Linked DNA regions of Sus scrofa: region 2 is linked to region 1. A link is a contact called in public HiChIP or PLAC-seq data. All regions are on one chromosome and are shown on one strand. Each heading gives the region's core, a stretch centred on a gene start, on an enhancer-like site or on the middle of the called end of the contact. The rest is flanking DNA. Distances are from core to core; before and after follow the strand shown.

Region 1 (7,851 bases), core at 3,651-6,150:
GGCGAAGTGGTTAACGAATCCAACTAGGAACCATGACGTTGTGGGTTTGATCCCTGGCCTTGCTCAGTGGGTTGGGGAGCTGGCATTGCCATGAGCTGTGGAATACGTTGCAGACGCGGCTTGGATCCTGCGTTGCTGTGGCTGTGGCGTAGGCCGGTGGCTACAGCTCCGATTGGACCCCTAGCCTGGGAAAACCTCCATATGCGGCGGGAGCGGCCCAAGACATGGCAAAAAGACAAAGAAAAAAAAAAATGGGTGCTGGAGTGAAGTGTTGCTCATGATTTCCTTATTCAATGAGAAGTGGACCACAACTGGTGGCAGTGAGGAGGGACGGGAACTGGGAGGAACAGGCCAGCAGCCATGAGCCAGGCCTTACAAGTTTCGTCAATTACCTCCTCCTTCCCTGAGCCACCGAAAACCCAAACGAAGCAAAAGTCTGTACAGAGGGTGTGGCAGCAACAGCAAAAACACGAGTTCAATTCATCAGGCCTCCTTTTTTTCTTTTTTTAAATCCTGTTTCAAGCTCTGCAAATGAAGGAATTGACCATTTCTAGTTTGGGTCAGTGGAACAAGATGGAAAGGGAGGCTGTGGTGTTACTCTTCTGGAAAAGAAGTTAAAGGTTAGCTGACAGCCCTTTTCCTGAAATGATTAGCCTGAAAATTTGCCCGGAGGGAGGTGCAGAAGAATGTTCTAAAATGATCTGTCAGGGGAGTTCCTGTTGTGGTGCAGTGGAAACAAATCCCAACTAGGAACCATGAGGTTTCGAGTTAGATCCCTCACTTCACTTCGCTCAGTGGGTTAAGGATCCCATATTGCCATGAGCTGTGGTGTAGGTCACAGATGCAGATTGGATCCTGCGTTGCTGTGACTGTGGTGTCAGCCAGCATCTGCAGCTCTGACTGGACCCCTAGCCCGAGAACCTCCATATACTGAGGATGTGACCCTAAAAAGCAAAAAAATAAAAAAATAAAAAAAATTAAAAAAAAAATGATCTGTCAGGATCTCTCCGAGACCTTGCTCTCTCCCTGGGCAAACAAATTTGGCTTGCAGGGTGGGGAGGGGGTTCCCACGCCCTGAAAACAATGCTAGCTCCTTACTCCTCCTCCAAATAGTTTTCAGGCATTAAAAAAAAAAAAAAAAAAAAAAAAAAAAAAAAAAAAAGCACAAGCGAGTGCTTTGCTGTGCCTAATGTTATCGGATAATTTTTCAAATTCTTACTCAATTACATATCACGCTCTTATCTGCCATCTCCACAGGCCAAATAGCCCTGCTTTCACATCACTGAGCCTGCAGAACATAAGTATCGCTCCCAAGTAATTCCAGCTCTCATAAACATGAGATCGTTTTACATTAAGTTCTGTAAGAGAGTGTGAGTGTGTGTGTGTGCGCACGCGCGCGTGCCCACAAGTGCCTTGTCTCCTCTGAGGAACAGGGAAAAAAGACTTGGACTTGGGGCACTGGAAGGTTAAAAACTTGGGAGGTTTGTTTCTGCCTGGATGATGATTAACTCTTTTTGCTGCTGGATCCAGAAAAGCTAGCTAGCATTTCTGGATTGGCAGTCGTGCTCCCTGGCCCAAGAGGGGAAAGCAAGCTCACGGGCACACATTTACTGTCAGAAAAGAACCAACTGGCCCCATCCGTTTCAGGCTTTGGCAGTGGGAGCGCTACTGTAGTTTGAAGGAATACTAGGTGTTTTAAAATTGTGTTGTCACGGTGCTTAAAATATCCAGATCACCCTCGTTAATCAAAGCAACAGATAGCACCTACCCAAAATGTTTCGATGATTTGTTTAAAATTGCTGACAGCAAAGAGGTGGGATAACTTACATCACCCCAAATCACTGAGTAAATAAGAGAGATCAAGAGATAACAGCCTAACTGACTCCGAGGCCGTCTAAAACACAAAGCCTATTAATGTCATTTAAAGATGAAACTTTGGAGCCAGGAATGGGAGAGATGAAGAGGAAGAACCTAGGGTGTCTATTGTCTGGTTCCAGCCTTCCCTCAGGAGAGTTATCAACATGTAAGCTCGGTGTCAACTCACTTGGAAGATAACCATTTGGGTTAGTCATGTGTCCCAAATACGACGACGCAAGGAACGCGTAATCCATCTTTCTACTTTCGAGCTGAGAAGCCGAGAATCCCAAAGGTGGAAGGACTTGTCCAACATTACGTAGCTAGCCCTCCATTGCCCTCCAACCCTCCCTGCGAATGATTATTTTTTACATGCTGTAATGATCAAAATATGAGCTGTCATCATTATTAATAGAACTCATTTTAAGACAACAGACGGTTACTTAGCCTATTCATTAGGTGAAAAGAAAACAAACATAACCTTGGAACCTCAACTCCGTATTACCACATACCTCATCACAATCCACAAAGAAACCCCTTCGTTCTCAAAGGGCTTAACATATGGAAATGCGTATAAGAGGCAAAAGGCCATCCTACATCCTGAGAAAGCCTAAAAGTTCCTTACCCCACAGCCCAGCTGTCTAGATGAACCCTACCCAGTTCCACATCCACGCCACCTCCCCCCAGTTTGTCCCAGCCCAGATGTCAGGGATTAAAAGCCCCCCACTTCCTTACTCCTTTCATTTTAATTAAAGACAATCATGGGAGTTCCCGCTGTGGCTCAGCGGTAATGAACTTGACTAGTACCCATGAGGACTCGAGTTCCATCCCTGGCCTCACTCACTGGGTTAAGGATCCAGCTGTGAGCTGCTCCGTAGGGTGTAGACTCCAGCTCGGACCTGGCATTGTTGTGGCTGTGGTATAGACCAGCAGCTGCAGCTCCAATTCAACCCCTAGCCTGGGAACTTCAATAGGCCGAGGTGCGGCCCTAAAAAGCCAAAAAAATAAAAATAAAAAAAAAATAAAGACACGATCCGGCGTTGCCGTGAGCTGTGGTATAGGTCACAGATGCGGCTCGGATCCCCGGTTGCTGTGGTTGCGGCGTAGGCCGGCGGCTACAGCTCTGATTCGACCCCTAGCCTGGGAACTTCTATATGCCGCAGGGGCAGCCCTAGAAAAGGCAAAAAGACAATAAATAAATAAATAAATAAATAAATAAATAAATAAATAAATAAATAAAGACAATCCCCAAATTCTTTTTTCTTTTTTAAAATTCAAGTTCTGCACACACCATGAATGTCTATAATACCATGAGCTACCCAGGTTCCATCTCTGGCCCACCAACATGACTAAGGAAAACCACATGCACCAGTAACAGCAAGTGTCTCGCTCTGGAAGTCTCTGAGCTTCCCGGAGGTCCTCGGTTGAATGTATTTATCCTGATGAGAGCAATTACGGCCCCTAGGAATCCAGCCACAAGTCCACCTCCAGGCCCATCAAGGAACTATCCCTCCCCCTCAGTTTCTCCAACTGTGAGGTACATCTGCCTATCAGACAGTGACCCTGGTGTCCTCAACTGATCTTCAGGCCTGCTGCTGCAGTGCCACCTCGGGGGACGGGGATGGGGCGCGCGGGGCGGGGGTTGGGGGGGATTCACCCTCTGTCTATGTGCAGCAGCCATGCAGACTTGGCCCACAAGCCCTGGGACTGGGGAGAGGGACTTTCGGAGGCTACAACAGGTTTTGTACTTACAACCGTGCCCCTGGCTTAACAGGGGCAAAACTGTCATCTTCGGTGTCTTAAATCAGCAAGAGTCATGAACCATAAAACCTGGGGGAAAGATTTCCTAATTGAACCCTGAATTTCCTAGACGAGAAAACCAAGGTGTAGGCAGATCCGGGAGGTGTGTACCAGGAAGACCTTTAGAACACCGCATTTAGAACTCCTTTTTGCATCAAGACAGCAGGAAATGAGCACAATCAACCCAATGTGCGCAGCATTCCACAGCTTCAAAGGCATCTCAGATGAACTCTTTCATTGGCGCCTCACACCAGCATTGAGTCGGCCTGGGTTCACACTCTGTCTTCATCACTTACTAGCTGTGTGCCTTGGTGTAAATTATTGAACCTCCTTGTTGCCTTATCTGTGCGTTGGGGATAATTAATAGTAGCTACTGGGAGTTCCCATCGTGGCGCAGTGGTTAACGAATCCGACTAGGAACCATGAGGTTGCAGGTTCGATCCCTGGCCTTGCTCAGTGGGTTAACGATCCGGCGTTGCCGTGAGCTGTGGTGTAGGTTGCAGACGCGGCTCGGATCCAGCGTTGCTGTGGCTCTGGCGTAGGCCAGCGACTACAGCTCCGATTAGACCCCTAGCCTGGGAACCTCCATATGCCGCGGGAGCGGCCCAAGAAAAGGCAGAAAGACAAAAAAAAAAAAAATAATAATAATAATGATAATAATAGTAGCTACTTCATAGGGCTATTGGGAGTTTCAGTGAGGTAACCCTATACATAAAGCACATAAGGCAGAGTTTAGACATAAGAAGCACTCCCTAAATGCTAGCCATCTTCACCCCCATCATCCTCAACATCACTGAGAGCCAAGAAGCGCTGTCCCCATTGTACAGATGCAGAAACTAGGGATTTTGAGACCTGAGATGAGGCAGCCTCAAAATCACAGTAGCAAATGGCAACACCAAACAAGAACCCAGGCGTTCTGCCTCCAAATCCAGCAGTGTCGCCCCATTTGTCATGGCCCCAGAGAAACAGCGCTCCAAAATAGGCACCTTGATCAAGATGCTTCCGCAAAGAGCAGCTTCATCATCTGATAAGATCTGGCCCAATTACCCCCCACCCTCCAAATAAGTAAATCAATCGATAAATAAATAAGCGCAAGAAAAAAGCCTAGTGGGAAGAAGGAAGCAGATCTCCAAAGGGTTTCAATGTTTGGAGAAATTGCTGCCAACTCCTGAGAAACAGGATGTATTTCTTACAGCCCTTGGCATATCATGTCTCAGCCAGCTCATGCTCCTGGATCCCTTTGTTTTCTGGGCTTTGCGTCTCCGTGGAACCCATGGCTGGTGAGGTCACCTTCTCCAGGGACAGCACTCAGCTCCTGCCCATCATACTGGGATTCGGAATGTAGAATCTGGGTCCAGGCAGCAAAGGCAAGGTCCGAACTTTCACGATGCCTTTTGGGTCACCTGCCCACTAATTAGTGCATTTTTAGAAGAAAAAGTTAAAAGAAAAAAAAAAAAAAAAAAGCTCTGCCTTCTCCCTAACAGATGGCATCCTAAAATACCCACAGAAATGGAGGAGGCGCACTTCCCAGCTGCTTTTCCTTCCTCACCAATATATATTTCAAGTTCAGAACCATTCATTCACAATGTATAAATAAAGTCAAGGCTACTTAATACCAAGTGACTTGAAAAACCAGAGGGGAGAATTTTTCTGTTTGTCCCTTTAGACCTTCCTTCCCCTTTTACCACAGATCATGCAGCTGCTTCCAATGAGGCAATAGCTCCTTCCAAACCCAGGCTTCGAACAAGTATCACAGCACTTCCTCTTCCAAGTCAATTCTGTTTTAACTCCTGTCAAAACAGGAACCTTCCTCGACTTTATTTTTATTTATTTATTTTTAAGGTTTTCTTCTCTCTCTCCCTATTCTCTTTTCCGCTTCTAATTTTATTTTATTTATTTATTTGTCTTTTTAGGGCATATGGAGGTTCCCAGGCTAGGGGTCCAATCGGAGCTGGAGCTGCTGGCCTACACCACAGCCACAGCAACGCCAGATCCAAGCTACATCTTTGACCTACACCACAGCTCAAAGCAGCACCGGATCTCTAAAACACTGAGCAAGGCCAGGGATCGAACCCACGTCCTCATGGGGTTTGTTAACTGCTGAGCCACAAGGGGAACTCCTAAACTCTCTCAACTTTAGACTTGGTAAATCTGTTTTAAATGATGAAAATCCTGGACAAATGTAGAATGTTTTGCTTCAATTATAGCAGACCTCACTTTTGTTCTAAACTCTTTGAATTTCAGAGTTAATATTTTCCTTGGTTTACAAGGAAAGAGATGCATTGAAGAACTCATATATAACTCTAGGGCAACGATTCTAAAGAGGGCAGTTGGGGTGGTAAATAAGGAGAAATTCACCCCCAGTGGGGAGCCTCCACCGTTCTATATAGTTTGCACTTGTCCTTGTAGAAGGATAATATTTACAATGCTTGATCTACTTTGATTTTTCAAATATATAAGGAGAAGGCTTGTTACTGGAGTAGGCGGAGAAGTGTAGAAGCAAGGCGTCTTGGCACTGTCACATTCAATCTCAGCTCAGAAAAGGTTCACATTCGATTTGCAAGTGTTTTAGTGCTTACCATGTGCCTAGAAGCTGGAGGCCTTGAAAGGAATAAAAGACAATTCTGTCCTCAAAGTGCTCAGATAGCTGTAAATAACCAGGTGTAAAGGAAGAGATTACAATGTAATATGATGAGTGCAGTAGAGGAGTAAACACAAAGACACTGCTGAGAAGCTTAGGTGCAGGAATTAACCCTGTGTGGCGCGCGATGCTGAGGAATCCTGCTTGAGACCCTGCACAGGGTCACTATGCAGAGAGCAGGGATAAGTAGGGAAGACCTCCTAGAGGTGGTGACATCTGAGCTGGGTTGTAAAGGTTCAGTGTTGCAGGTTCAAGGAAAAGGACCTATTCCAAAGAGAAGGTAAAGAACAAAGCATGAAATAGCAATGTGGTAAGGAAATGAGAGGCAATTTAGCTTTCTGGTGATAGAAAGTGTGAGCAAGGTACATGGGAAGTGATGGATGCAAACGGCTTCTTATGCTATGACCTTAGCAGAACAATAAGGTTGTTTAAAAAAAAAAAAAAATCCCTTTGGGAAAGCTATTCCATGCTCCCAGGTTGGAAAAATTAATATTGTAAAAATGGCCATACTACCCAAAGCCATCTACAGAGTCAATGCAATCCCTATCAAATCACCCATGACATTTTTCACAGAACTAGAACAAACAATCCAAAAATTTATCTGGAACCATAAAAGACCCAGAATTGCCAAAGCCATCCTGAGAAACAAAAACCAAGCAGGAGGCATAACTCTCCCAGACTTCAAGCAATATTACAAAGCCACAGTCATCAAGACAGTGTGGTACTGGTACCAAAACAGACATACAGACCAATGGAACAATAGAGAACCCAGAAATAAACCCAGACACCTACCGTCAATTAATCTTCGACAAAGGAGGCAAGAACATAAAATAGGAAAAAGACAGTCTTTTCAGCAAGTGGTGCTGGGAAAACTGGACAGCCGCATGTAGATCAATGAAACTGGAACACACCCTCACACCATACACGAAAATAAACTCAAAATAGTTTAGAGACTTCAACATAAGACAAGACACCATCAAACTCCTAGAAGAGAACATAGGCAAAACATTCTCTGACATCAACCACGCAAATGTTTTCTTAGGTCAGTCTCCCAAGGAAACAGAAATAAAAGCAAAAATAGACCAATGGGACCTAATCAAACTGACAAGCTTTTGCACAGCAAAGGAAACCATTAAAAAAAAAAGACAACATAAGGAATGGGAGAAAATAGTTTCAAATGATGCAACTGACAAAGGCTTAATCTCTAAAATATACAAACAACTTATACAACTCAACAGCAAAAAACAAAAACACAACCGAAAATGTGCAAGAGTAGACATTTCTCCAAGGAAGATATACAGATGGCCAACAAGCACATGAAAAAATGCTCAACATCACTGATCATTGGAGAAAAGGAATCAAAACTACTATGAGGTACCACCTCACACCAGTCAGAATGGCCATCATTAATAAGTCCGCAAAAACAAATGCTGGAGAGGGTGTGGAGAAAAGGGAACCCTCCTACAGTGCTGGTGGGAGTGTAAATTGGTACAAGCACTATGGAAAACAGTATGGAGGTTCCTCAGAAAACTAAATATAGAACTACCATATGACCC
Region 2 (7,851 bases), core at 2,210-4,709, 110 kb before region 1:
ACTCTGAAAAACCCAAAACCCTATTTTTTTTCTCATTCTCCCTGAGTCTTTCCTTAACCCTGGGCTCTTTGCACACGACTCTGTTTCTCTTCAGAGCCTGATACTTCGGTGAAGTACAGAAATTAGACATGAAAGTCTTTATTTCAATTAACTTGGGACGAAATCTAATAGAGAGCATAACTGTGATCCTTAACCTCCCCTGGCAGAGCCAAGCGTGAGCGCTCCCGAGCCCTCTACCTTCTTCCCCCTGCTTCCCAGTGACGACCGAACCCTGCTTTACACGGGGTCCTATTTTTAGATCCGTGTGCCCATGCGCACATGTGTGCTTATTATTCTCTCCCAGCCTGTCTGATTTTCCCCGTTTCAATTATGAGAGTCCTCACGGAAGAGACTGTCTTTTCTTCTTATCTTGTAAACCCTCCCACTTACCACAGTCAGCTCCCAATAAAGATGACATGGCTTCTGCCTTTAAAAGAGAACTGGATCAAAGTCAATTCACTTAATTGGCTATGAATTCCTGAGAAGGAAAAGATCCTGCAAACCCGCCTCACATTGCTTCCTGTGTCTACTGTGGAATTATGAGGGGCTTACAAGAGCCAAGGAAATGAATACTTAAAAGTTCCCCTGTGCCCAGCACTGTAGTTAAGGGACACGGTCACCAGGGCTCCCGCGAGCTGAAAGCCTGAGGTGTGTCTGCTGACATTCCAGCGGCAGAGCCTGTGAGACACAGGAAGCCCCCAGCCTCCAACATCCTCCCAACTGTGCATAAAAAGCATGTTTTGCTCCCAGTCTGCCCTCTATCATTCTCTGCCCTAAAAGGATAATATGAAGCCATTTACGCAGAAGCTTGGAAGCTTTCTGTTTGGCCTCCTGAGACAAACAACCCCGTAAACCACAGTCTGTTAGGCTCATCACTGAGATTTGTGCTGCCCTGGCCTGCTGGTCTTGATGGTGGCCCCTGCAGGAGGCTGAACACGACGTGTATTATTTTATTCGCCCAGGGTGCAGTGGGGACCTCTGGACCTCCACACGGTGCCTTTAATGATTTGGCAATTAGTACTAACTATTAATTCCGTGAGGACAAGGACATCAGAGGGTGACGGAGAGACAAATTACCTCCTCTGGACGATGATGAGCCTGGATCTAAAAATAACACGCCAGGGTTAAATACCTGGTTCAAGGTAGTTCATGACACCTTGTGACTAAGCCCGCTTAGAGGACAAAACACACAATTGCTGAGTTTTTATAAGAACTGGACATACAATTATAGAGAGTCACATAATTACAGATTTCCTCCCAATGCAGCCATATCAGAAAAATCAAGAGGCAGGAAGAGGGCCTGTCATTCGTGAGGTCCCATGGGAGTCACCGAAGAAAATGGAGACAGACATTCTATTACCTAAGGCCAGGCTTAAGAATGCTTAACTCTGCAGGGGAATAAATGGTGAGTCTAATTCGCCAGGGTTTTAACTCGTATAGCTATATTTGGTCCCAACTCCCGAGGACAAGAAAAACTGCCACAGCTACTTACATTTATTCTGGGTCAAGCACTGTCCGAGGGGCTTCCCATACATTAACTCATGTAATCAGCATAACAACTTCACAAGGTGGATGCTGTTATTACTCACAACTTACCAATAAGAAAACTGGGGCAACTAAAAACCTTCATCTAAAATCACATGGCTTGGAGCTCCCATCATGGCTCAGGGGAAACGAATCTGACTAGTAACCACAAGGATGCAGTTTCGATCCCTGGCCTCACTCAGTGGGTTAAGGATCCAGCGTTGCCATGAGCTATGGCGTAGGTCACACACGTGGCTCGGATCTGGTATGACTGTGGCTGTGGCGTAGGCCAGTGGCTACAGCTCTGATTTGACCCCTAGCCTGGGAACCTCCATATGCAGCCCTTAAAAAAAAAAAAAATTTCAGGAGTTCCCGTCGTGGCGCAGTGGTTAACGAATCCGACTAGGAACCATGAGGTTGCGGGTTCGGTCCCTGCCCTTGCTCAGTGGGTTAGCGATCCGGCGTTGCCGTGAGCTGTGGTGTAGGTTGCAGACACGGCTCGGATCCTGCGTTGCTGTGGCTCTGGCGTAGGCCGGTGGCTATAGCTCCGATTCAACCCCTAGCCTGGGAACCTCCATATGCCGCGGGAGCGGCCCAAAAAATAGTAACAACAACAACAAAAAGACAAAAGACAAAAAGACAAAAAAAAAAAAAAAAAAAAAAATTTCACACAGCTAGTAGGTAGAAAATTCAGGATCACAAGCCCAGGAAATCTGGTTCCAGAACCTGTGATCTTGACAATCACCTTCTGCAGTGATGATAATTACATCAGCTACTATTTTTTTGAGCATCTAGTAAGTTACAGGCATTAGGCTGATGCTTTCTATGTATTATATCTCATCTTTAGAACAACTCTTCAAGGCAAGCGTGACTCTCCACATTTCACGGATGAGAAAACTGAAGTGAGACGAGGTTAAGAGACTTGGTCAAGGTCACACAGCTGTAAGTGGCAGATCCAAATGTGTCTGGAATAAAGCTCTCGGTTTTTTTCTGCTAAGCCACAAAGCCTTCCAAAGAGATTTCATATGAATTCTTTCTCTGTTCAAAAGACAGGCCACCCCTCTGTCTTGATGGTCCCCCAAACTGCCTTGTATCTCTTCTATCCACCCTCTTTCATCCATGTGAGGAGACTGCCCAACTCTTCCGAAAAGGACCCAACTGTCGGAGATCCCGTTGAGGCGCAGTGGTTAACGAATCCGACTAGGAACCATGAGGAACCAAGTCCCTGCCCTTGCTCAGTGGGTTAACGATCCAGCGTTGCCGTGAGCTGTGGTATAGGCTGGCAGCTGTAGCTCCAGTTCAACCCCTAGCCTGGGAACCTCCATATGCCGCGGGAGCGGCCCAATAAATAGCAAAAAAAAAAAAGGACCCAACTGTCACTTAAGGTTCTATATGGCCCAGGCCTGTGAAAAAGTCACCAACAGACCTTTTGTTAGTCTCTAAATAAAGTCAGCTTGAGTCACGGCAAAAGAAAGCCAAGCTTTGCTCAACACCAGATGCTAATTGTGGGCAAAACCTTCCTCAGAGGGACAGACAGCTCCCAAATGTGTCCCAAATGAATGAGTGACACACTGGTCCCAGGAAGTAAGGGGTTCTACCTTCTGGCAGTTTCATGCTTCCTCCTGCTTCCTCCCCCAAATCACCCCATACTCAAAGGGGAACTTTCTGGTTCTCCACCCCTTCCTGATTGGCAGTCACGGCTATAACATTCTCCCTGGCCAGCTAACTTTGTTTTTCAAACTAATGCTACCCTAGGAGGCTGATGAACAACTTTGAACTCACTTCCAGAGGAGAAATCCATCCGCAAGAGGTGATGTAACTGCAGAGACTGTGCACGTTCAAATACTGGGCCCAAGGCCAAGAACGTGGACACTACACGGATTTCTCTTTAATTAACTGTGTACCTAACCTCCCCTGGAAAGGAGTATTGCAGGTTGAACATCTACCAGATTCCTGAGATACCTAAGCCCTACTCCCTCACATCCCTTCCAATAGTTACACTCTTCAGAACCAGCCAGATAAGCAGATTCACATTCTGTGTGCATTTCCTTAATAAACTACTTATTCAAGGTGAGCAAGAATAGGATATTGTCTCGTTCCCATCCCCAGGACCTAGCTCAATGCCGGTACAGAATTAGGTCCCCCAAGTGTGTCCTGAATGAATGAACAAATAAATATATCTTTCAAATTCCTTTTCACTCTCTGCAATCTGAGGACCACAGATACAATGAATACTTCCCTTTTATAATGCCTAAACCCTTACTGTGGGAAATCCATTATTTCCACAGCCTCAACCATCGTCTCTCTATGAATATGCCCAAATCTCCATCACCTCAACAATCCACACGTTTGTCCTGAATACAGTCCTTCATTTTCCATCAGTTACAGAAATATCAGCTTCCATCTCCTTCCAATATCGTTTTTTTTTTTTTTGTTTTTTTTTTTTTTGGTCTTTTTAGAGCTGCACCCGCAGCATACGGAGATTGCCAGGCTAGGGATCATCGGAGCTGTTGCCACTGGCTTACGCCACAGCAATACCAGATCCGAGCCACATCTGCGACCTACACCACAGCTCACGGCAATGCTAGATCCTTAACCCACTGAGCGAGGCCAGGGATCGAACCCGCCACCTCATGCTTCCTAGTCGGATTCCTTTCCGCTGCGCCACGACAGGAACTCCTCCTTCCAATATCTTAAACTCAACCTCCAAAACCCAGATTTCTCATATTCCAGCCCTTCAAAACCAGCTCCTTCGCCTAACTTTGGTATTTCTATTAAAGGCCCCATTAATCTACCAATCACCCAAGTCCAAAAGAAACTTCGCAGCCCTCTTTCTTTTGTGCCTCCAAGGTTACTTGAAACCCAAATCCCATCAGTGAGCAATTCCCGCAGACTCTTCCTGCACCAGGTGTTTTCCATTTGTCTCTAGACTGTAAGCTCCAAGAGCACAGGGAACAGATCTGTCTGCTGGGCATGTGTCTGGCACATGGTACGAGCACAATACATACTTGCTAAATGGACTGAAGGATCAATTTCTATTCTTTTCGTTCCCACCCTCCCAGCCTAATTTAGATCCTTCCTACCTCCTGTGACAACTGGTTTCACTGTCTCAAGTTCTTCACCATGGAGCAAACCACCACCATTAAGGTTAATCTTCCTTAAGCAGAGTTCACACCTTAGCTTGGACCCTAGCAGCTTCCAGTGTCCACGGCATAGACCCAAATCTTAGTCAAGAGTCAACGTTTGCCACGATACGGTCTTCACTACTTTTGTCTAGTCTCTCCATATATACACATAACCCCAACCAAGCCAGTCGCCTAACTGTACCCCAAAAGTGCTTTGTACTTTCCTCCTGACTATAATATCTTCCCCTTTCCGCTCTCTCCATTTATCAAAAATCAATTTGTAATCAAGGACTGGTTCACATCCCGTTTCCTCCCTGAAAGCTTCCTGACTCATCAACTGCGCATCCCGCTTTCTGTAGTACATACTTGGTACTGACCCCATCTTGCCTTATACTGAAGATTTGTGTTATTATGTCAGGCATGATTTATCCCTGATTGGATTATAAACTCATGCAGGAAAGATACATGACGTCTTATTCTTTGCATCTCTCTCCTCTAAGAGTCTAGAGGAAGACCTTGAAAATGTTCAACCAGGAGTTCCCATCGTGGTGCAGTGGTTAACAAATCTGACTAGGAACCATGAGGTTGCAGGTTTGATCACTGGCTTTGCTCAGTGGATTAAGGATCCGGCGTGGCCGTGAGCTGTGGTGTAGGTCGAAGACGCAGCTCGGATCCAATGCTGCTGTGGCTCTGGCGTAGGCCGGCAGCTATAGCTCCGATTAGACCCCTAGCCTGGGAACCACATGCCATGGGAGTGGCCCTAGAAAAGGCAAAAGGACAAAATAAATAAATAAATAAATAAAAATGTTCAACCAGGAATTCCCATTGTGGCGTAGCAGAAATAAATCCAACTAGTATCCATGAGGTTTTGGGTTTGATCTCTGGCCCTACTCAGTGGGTTAAGGAGCCAGTGTTGCTGTGAGCTGTGGTATAGGTTGCAGATGTGGCTTGGATCCTGCGTTGCTGTGGCTGTGGTGTAGGCTGGCAGCTGTAGCTCCAATTCGACCCCTAGCCTGGGAACCTCCATACACCTCGGGTATGGCCCTAAAAAGCAAAAATAAATAAATAAATTTTTAAAAAGCAAAAAAAAAAGTTCAACCAATATTTATTGTTGAGAAGGAAAAGCTGGAAGAAAGACAGAAAAGATGTTGGCCATGGGTTATAAAGTAGCATAAGGTCTCTGTAAGGGACACAGTGGGATAGAAATGAGAGCGTATTCCTCTAAAAACTTAACAGGAAAAAAAAAAAAAAAGCCTACCTCAAAATAAAAGAAAGAACTAAGTTATTCAAAGCAGGAGATCAAAACCAAATGAGCTATGACTGAAAGGTAATTTACAGCAAGTCTATGAAAAAAAAAGAAAAAGAAAAAAAGAAAAAACAGCCAACGCATTATCAATTAGAGTCCTGCTGGGCAATATTAACACAGATTCCACTTAAAAGAGACAATCAAAGGCTTAGCGACAAATAGGAATACATTCAGACTCTTCAAGGAGCCAAAGAAAATGCAAGAGCATCTTCCCTCGGAAGATTTCCTACCCTCACATAATATTATATCTCTGCTCTTCATCAAACCAGGCAGATAGAATTTCAGACATTAATAGGGCCCTCCCACAATTCAAAGGGACAGAGGAAGCCCTATTACCCATCTTAAAACAAAGCAGAATACGATAGATACAAATAATTGCTAGAGTTCTACCTGTAGGGGGAAGAGAAGGGGGAGTGGATACCCAGGATGAGACTCTGCAATGGAGTCAGAGTTGGGTGAGCTTTATGAGGGTGTCTGCACTGAGACAGTGTGGGAGAGGACACAAGGTGAGCAGGAGAAAAGCAGAAGAGGAAGCAAAGCCAAAGAGCAACAGGGTAATGGCTTCTAAGGTAAGGAGTTGTCCAAGAGAAGATGAAAATAGCAGTTCAGCAGTGTTTGTCCCTAAATGTGGTTACTTAAAACTAAAAAAAAAAAAAAAAGCCACCCAACCTAACCCAGTATGAGGGGCTGAAATCTAGCCAGGTTGAGAAACTGGCCTGGAAGAGGGTGGGACGAATCCATGTAGACCAATTTTGGCCCTGGCCAACCTGCCCCATCCCAAGTTGAATAGTTTCCATGTCCCTGAGACGCGTCTGTCCAGGGCTGCCGCTGGCAGCTGCTCTCCTGGCAGCACAGGGAGACAAATTCATGGCATTGCTGGGCCAACAGCTGCTACGGCTCTGGGGGAGGTGACGAGTGCCCGCCGAGATGCTCTGGGCAGAGAATGAACTATTCTAGGGACCAGCCCTAGAATCAGCAAAATCAGGCCACACTTCTCCAGGCTGAATGAAAATACAGTACAACTGCCGCTCCAGAGACCCAGGAAACCCACAGCCCTTCCTCTGTCCCAGCTTCTTTAACTTCAGTTGCTTCTTGCCCTCACGTTTGACCCATCTTTTCTATTTCCCGGGGCACGACTGCAGTCTCGGCCCACATTAACCTTAGGCCCACTGCCATCCCATCCTTACAGCCTCTCTGCTCCAGCTGATCTTATGCACGGTTGCCATGGTTACCTTTCCGAAGCAGAGCCGTCCATAATGATGCTCAGAAATTATCAATGGCTCCCCAGGCTTGCAGAATAAAGCCCAAACTCTTGTCACCTGGCATTCATGGACCACTGTAATCTGATCCCTCCCAAGGTTTCCAGGCTTAATGGCATTATCACATTTACCATCCTGTTCTTTGGCAAAACAGGTGACTTAACCTAGCAGTTTGGTTTTTTGCAACTCTGGTGCCTGTATCAACACTGCTCTCTCTGCCTCAACGGCTTCCTTCCCGATCTTCTTCCCTCCCTTCTACAATTTCTGCATTGTCTCAAAGGAGTTACAAAAGCAATCCCTTGCATTGGCACCAGGGTAAGAAGGGTATGTTTCCATTTCCCATCCAGTGAACTTCACCCCCATAAAGCCCTCTCTTCTCGGTGCATTTATGGCGCTTTACAAAGTGGAGGAACGGAATGCTCTTTCATACACCTGCCCTCTCGCAGATCACACACAGACAACGCGGCAGAGGCTGCTAACTGTCCCCCACTAGTTCCCCCCTCTGTCTATACTAATAAAACTACTCTCTGGTCACCAGAATAATATCACCATTAGCCAGCCTCCCTTGCAGCTCAGTAAAGCATGCCAGTCAGATGTG

What was found. HiChIP or PLAC-seq counts read pairs in DNA pulled down with a chosen protein or histone mark.
Region 2: a contact with region 1 is called in an H3K27ac HiChIP or PLAC-seq map of alveolar macrophages. The contact joins two enhancer-like sites. A contact is called at or near these places in 2 of 47 Hi-C or Micro-C datasets (psoas muscle and skeletal muscle) and 2 of 2 datasets of contacts at active chromatin or transcription factors (alveolar macrophages and skeletal muscle).

What each region holds. Positions count from the first base shown.
Region 1 is chr9:66,849,705-66,857,555 of Sscrofa11.1, reverse strand. All of the region lies in intron 2 of SRGAP2 (SLIT-ROBO Rho GTPase-activating protein 2), which reads right to left. Among named protein-coding and RNA genes, the nearest start is that of FAM72A, 14 kb to the right of the region's middle. Within about 2 kb of position 4,900, at least 2 of the 83 cell types and tissues checked have an H3K27ac peak or open chromatin away from gene starts, as enhancers often do. A contact at or near this core is called in alveolar macrophages, where this site is marked.
Region 2 is chr9:66,954,754-66,962,604 of Sscrofa11.1, reverse strand. The region is part of intron 3 of SRGAP2 (SLIT-ROBO Rho GTPase-activating protein 2); the gene reads right to left. Among named protein-coding and RNA genes, the nearest start is that of FAM72A, 120 kb to the right of the region's middle. Within about 2 kb of position 3,459, at least 7 of the 83 cell types and tissues checked have an H3K27ac peak or open chromatin away from gene starts, as enhancers often do. A contact at or near this core is called in alveolar macrophages, where this site is marked.